Linked DNA regions of Mus musculus: region 1 is linked to region 2. The links are chromatin contacts, called in public Micro-C maps. All regions are on one chromosome and are shown on one strand. Each heading gives the region's core, a stretch centred on a gene start, on an enhancer-like site or on the middle of the called end of the contact. The rest is flanking DNA. Distances are from core to core; before and after follow the strand shown. Region 1 holds the start of Prss36 (protease, serine 36). Region 2 has its middle 25 kb from the start of Gm39090.

Evidence for each region. Hi-C and Micro-C count contacts between places; a contact is called where the count stands out from the background.
Region 1: a Micro-C map of embryonic stem cells shows a contact between it and region 2, with 4 times the contacts expected there. The contact joins the promoter of Prss36 here to the enhancer-like site in region 2. A contact is called at or near these places in 6 of 39 promoter capture datasets (the C10 cell line, HPC-7-derived erythroid cells, embryonic stem cells and 3 more), 3 of 15 datasets of contacts at CTCF or cohesin (embryonic stem cells, large pre-B cells and pro-B cells), 37 of 484 Hi-C or Micro-C datasets (B cells, the Ba/F3 cell line, CD4 T cells and 21 more), 10 of 115 datasets of contacts at active chromatin or transcription factors (T-cell acute lymphoblastic leukemia, astrocytes, bone marrow-derived dendritic cells and 4 more) and 4 of 9 other capture datasets (adipose tissue, embryonic stem cells, liver and 1 more).

Annotation. Positions count from the first base shown.
Region 1 is chr7:127,945,396-127,948,095 of GRCm38.p6, reverse strand. It overlaps Prss36 (protease, serine 36), which reads left to right and starts at 1,371. Exons shown (of 15, transcript NM_001319147.1): 1 at 1,371-1,684; 2 at 2,007-2,045; 3 at 2,223-2,258; 4 at 2,697-2,700. The coding sequence starts at 1,648.
Region 2 is chr7:127,664,844-127,667,543 of GRCm38.p6, reverse strand. It overlaps a transcript of Bcl7c not described here. Among named protein-coding and RNA genes, the nearest start is that of Gm39090, 25 kb to the left of the region's middle. Within about 2 kb of position 1,268, at least 18 of the 459 cell types and tissues checked have an H3K27ac peak or open chromatin away from gene starts, as enhancers often do. A contact at or near this core is called in embryonic stem cells and liver, where this site is marked.

The DNA.
Region 1 (2,700 bases), core at 122-2,621, 280 kb before region 2:
TAAGATTTATTTATTTTATTTATATGAATACACTGTAGCTGTCTTCAGACACACCAGAAGAGAGCATCGGATCCCACTACAGAAGGTTGTGAGCCACCATGTGGTTGGTGGGAATTGAACTCTGGAACCTCTGGAAGAGCAGTCAGTGCTCTTAGCCACTAAGCCATCTCTCCATCTCTCCAGCCTGCCCGCCTTTAATATTTATTTATTTATTTATTTATTTATTTATTTAATGTATGTGAGTATACTGTCGCTGTCTTCAGATACACCAGAAGAGGGCATCAGCTGGAAGAGCAGTCAGTGCTCTTAACCACTGAGCCATCTCTCCAGCCCTGATACTGAACGTCTGATATTGCACCTACCGCCTACCTCCTAGGTGCTAGGATCATAAGCATTCACCAGCATGCCTGCTTTATGTAAAACTGGGGATCAAGCCCAGAACTTCATGCATTCTAGGCAAACATTTTACCAATTGAGCTATATCTTCTACCCAAACATGTGCTTTTTCCCTTGTTTCTCTCTCTCTCTCTCTCTCTCTCTCTCTCTCTCTCTCTCACACACACACACACACACACATACACGCACACACACACATGCTCGCACACACACTCACACATACTCACACTCACACACACACTCACTCACACACACCCCTCTATGCCATGTGGGTGCTGTTACCCACAGAGAGGGCATAGGAGGGCACCAAATCTGGAGCTGAAGTCACCGGAGGTTGTGAGCTGGTGTTGTGGATTCTGGAAACTGAACTCAGGTCCTCTGGAAGAGCAGCAAGCAATCATAGCAGCTAACCCACATCTCCAGCTTCTGTGTAGTCTAGGAACTGTGGACTGGAGTGCTTTCAGACTTCACAGTGTTGGGGTCACAGGTACTACCACACCCAGTGCCATACCTTCCTTAAATAGACTCCTAATGATAAATAGTGTACCAAGAGACGGAGTGACTTTTCTAAGTCACATGAAGAGCAAGCAAGGAACAGCATTGAGAGTCGACCACCCCAGCACAGAGGGGTTTCCAGCTTTACCAGGCTGCTTAGTCCTCTCCAGTACCCCCAGGCCTTGCTCAACAAGGCAGAATCTGTGATCCCTTTGTTAGGATGGAATTGAATTCCCTAGAGTTCCTGTCCCAGGCCTGGCCAGCAACTCCAGTAACCAGAGCTGTGTGAGAAGAAAAGGCCAAGCCACTGGGGAAGCCACACCCCAATCAAGGGTGAGGTCTCAGGTGAGTCATGCCAAGGGCTACTGCCCAGCCCCATCCTGCTCTTCCACGGACCCAGGGCATGTGCTCCTAGCACTCCACCCACCACAGTCCTCTGAGTCGGTTTAACACACGGGGCGCCCTGCTCAACTCTCCACATCCAACAGGTGTCCTGGAGTGAGGACACCGCCCTACCTCCACTCTGAGCCTCCAGATATGTGAGATGCACCAGAATTCAGGGTGGGGCCTTTGACCTCCCTATTTTCCCCTTTCAGGCCCAGATCCTCTCAGATTCCCACAGATGGGCTCCAGCCAGGGAGGGTGGGGCTACCCCTGGGACCATCAGGAGGAACCAGCTACATAGTCCGGTGACAGAGTGGTGGCAGGAAGCAGCCTCTCACCTGCCTCTGTGCCTCCAGCTGACTTTAGTAGACCATGTCCCATCACCTGTTTCTCCCAGTTGTAATCATGGGTAAGTTCAGAGGACCGGGCTTTAAGAAGCCTGGATACCAACCCTAGAGAGCTGAAAAGCAGGAGATATACCCTGCATCCCTTATGGCAGTAAGATAGCAGAGTAGGCAGAGGAGCAGAGTGTCAAGAGGAAGGACGGGAGGGTGGTGGAAGGAGGAGAGGGCCATACCAGGAGCCCGAGGGATTGTGCAGAAGGGGAAGGGGAAAGGAGGCCTGCATGCCATGGGGAGATGGAACACTGTAAAATAGGATGGAAGGAGAAAGAGCCACACCTAAGTGCATCATCTCTCCAGACTTTCCTTGCCTCCCTCTTGTCTTCTCAGTGGTCAGTCCCATCCCTCCAGGAGCCTTCCAGGACTCAGGTAAGACTGATGGACTGGGGAGAGTTGGGCTCAGATGCCTCAGTGTAGGCAGACCAAAGGGCTGAAACAGGGAACCGGGGGACTGAGGGCAGCAAAAGCCCAGGAAGAGCAGGAAGATGGTGCTGGCAGTGTCGGGGCTGAAGGAGCGTCTTTCTCTCTCTGTCTTCTGTCTTCTAGTGGTCAGTCCTACCCAAGGAGAATTTGAAGACCTAGGTAAGAGAGAGGCATGAGTTGCCTCCAATCTTGTCTTTTGTTTGCTTGCTTGTTTTTGTTTTCGTTTTGCTTTGCTTTGCTTTGCTTTGCTTTGCTCTTGAGACAGGGTCTCTCTCTATAGTCCTAGCTATCCTGAAACTCATTCTCATAGGCCAGGCTAACCTCACACTCACAGAGATCCACCTGTCTTTGCCTCCTGAGCGCTGGCACTAAAGGCTGTCTTGAATCCTAAAGAAGTTTCAAACTGGCTAGGTCATGAGTGAATTGGAAGTGCCCGGGCCCTCCAGCTTTGGCTTGCTCATGTTCAGAAGGGCAAACTGAAGGGGTTCAGGCTCCACCACCACCCTCCCCGAGTTACCAGGGTCTCTGGAGTCCAAGGGATTAGGAGAGGAGGGGAACCCTAACCGAGCTTTGACTTCTAGGGGGTCTCTATTGCAGACTG
Region 2 (2,700 bases), core at 19-2,518:
ATTTATTTGGTAAATTGTTTGCCTGGCACGTTTGATGGCTCACATGAATGCCTTGGCGGGGAGGGGATGTTCTCGAGATGGCTGAGCCATTTAAGGTGCCTGTCACCAGACTTGACAGCCTGAGTTCTATCCCGGGGATCCACGTGGTGGGACAAGAGCACTGTGTATCATTGTGTTCTGGTTTCCACGAGTGAGCCTCCACTCCCCTCCATGCACACAAAGCAAATCAATGCCTTCTTTTGGGGTTCATCTGCTCGTTGCTTTAGTTTTGAGACAGTGTCTCACTCTGTAGCTTTAGCTGTCCTGGAGTAAACTAGACCCTTGAGCTCACAGAGATCCATTTGCTTCTACCTCTCAAGTGCACACACACAAACAGGCGTGCACACAAAAACACAGAAGAGCTGTTTGCAGTATTCACCCCCCGCCTTCTGTCACGGACTTCTGTGGTCTTTTCCATCTTGTAGAGCAACTATCCAGATTTCCTTTTCTCCCTGCAGGATTCCGGCGTGAGACTCACCAGGAGAGCCCTTCAAGAGAAAGGCCTGAAAACCGAGCCCCTCAGGAGGCTTCTCCCCAGGAGAGGCCTCCGGACAAATTCTCGGCCAACTTCCACGGTTCCGGAACCCAGAGCTCCCGGAAGTGGGAGCAAGGCCCAGAGGGCACCCAGGACGATACCACAAGGGAAGGGGAGGTGAGCGGGTTCCACCACACAAGGGGAGGCCCTTAGGTCTTCCTTAGCTGCCTCAAGATCCAGTCATTTACCCACACCGTTTAAGGGTGGAGAGGGCTTTGGAGCTGGGCACCCGCAGCCAGCAATGGAGGTCGGCAGCCAGCTCTCTGCTTGTCCCTGTCCCTAAATTATGGATCCATCCTGCTTGCTGTGGGTCCAAAACTACTGGGCCAGAGCAGGTCCCAGACAGGGAATGTCTGGGGACATCTCTAGGTGATGCCTAGAAGCAACTTGAATACACAAAATGGTGGATCCTATGCCAACTTGGTCACCTCCTCACACACTTAGGGCAGCCATCCACCAAAGGGCCAGGCATGGCCCCTGGAGGTGACCTTCGACCTTTGGAACTACAGTATCTACACTGGTGAGGGGCCCTACCAGCAAGACTTGAGCAGCGAGCAACCCCTGAAGCACTGGGCAAAAGGTAATGCCACAGCTTGTGAATGGTGTGAAGATTCAATTGCCCGTGTGTAGAGACACCACTCCAGCAAGCACCTGGCAGCCTCACCCGCTTCCACGAGCCTATGGACTCTGGGCCTGCTAATTAACCCTTGGCTCCAGAAGACATGTGCCAACCAGGGTGCCAACCTTGCCTCAGGTCAATCGAGGGGTGCACATGGCCCAGTGACCTTTCAGACCAGGCCACAGCCTCCTGCCCCAGGAATGGATGGAGACATGTGGTCCAGCACTGCCAAATCTACCTGGAAACTACCCACTTTGAGAAACTCATGGCAGATGAGCCATCTGAGTGATTCCAAGGGCTTTCATCAACCTCTTGCCTCCGACTTGACAACTCACTTGGCCAGGAGGTAGTGTCTCCTGTACCACAGAGAGCTAACTGTACTACATATTGCAACTTGTGGGACTTATTTAATGCAGCACTCCTGTCATAGATCCTGTTACTTTCACATTTTACAGATATAGAAAACAAGCAACCAGGAGGTTAAAGAGCTTGCCCCAAGTCACACAGCCTGTCTGTGGCAGAGCCAGCATTCACATCCAGTCTACCCACCTGACTCCACAGTCCCTGCTAGTGTACCACTTTTTGTGCTGGGCATGCAGGTGGGCTGCAGCTGTGAGCTTTGTTGAGGCGTTCATTGAAGGAACATCCATTTTTCTCAGTGGCAAATTACAAAGGACTTTTAATTTTAACTTTCTTCTGCCTGACCTACCTTCCTTCCTTCCTTCCTTCCTTCCTTCCTTCCTTCCTTCCTTCCTTCCTTCCTTCCTTCCTTTCTTCCTCTGCTGGCCATGAACCCACTAGACCAGGCCAGTCTTGAACTCACAGAGGTCTGTCTATCTCTGCCTCTCCAGTGCTGGGATTAAAGGTGAGCGACACCATACCCAGCTTAGGCCTTCTTTGTTTGTTTGTTTGTTGTTTTTTGAGTAATAAGGTAAGCAGATGTTCTGTGTCCATAACTGAGATGACATGGACATTGAGTGGTAAGGGACTTGAGCTCAGCCCCTGGGTCCCTCAGATTCCTCTCTGGAGTGCCATTGATACAGGAAGCATCATCTAGGCCCAGCTCCTGATTGGCGACTTCCCAGAAGCCATGGGCTGTCATGCCAAGTGACTGGGGAACTTCAAGTAACAAACATTTATTAATTAGACTTCTGAACTACCAATGGGGCAGAAGTTTTCACGTTTCAAACACAGATACTAGTTTTCAAGATTCAGAAATGAAACATAGGAATTCTGGGGAGGTCCAGAAAGTCCTACTTTGTATTTTTCATAACTCTCTGTATCTTAAAAGCTAAGAAACTCACAGTTCATCGTAGTTTAAAAGAGCTGCAAGCCTTAAATATTCAAAAGGTAGAAACTGCCAGTGTGTGTCACTGGGTAGTAGTTGAATAACAAAATGTTTACGGATCCAATTAGATTCATGGTACTCCAGAGTCATGAGTTGAAATCGCGGATATAAAGACTTATTTCCAATGCATCATTTCTCAGAACACCCTGGGATTTGTAT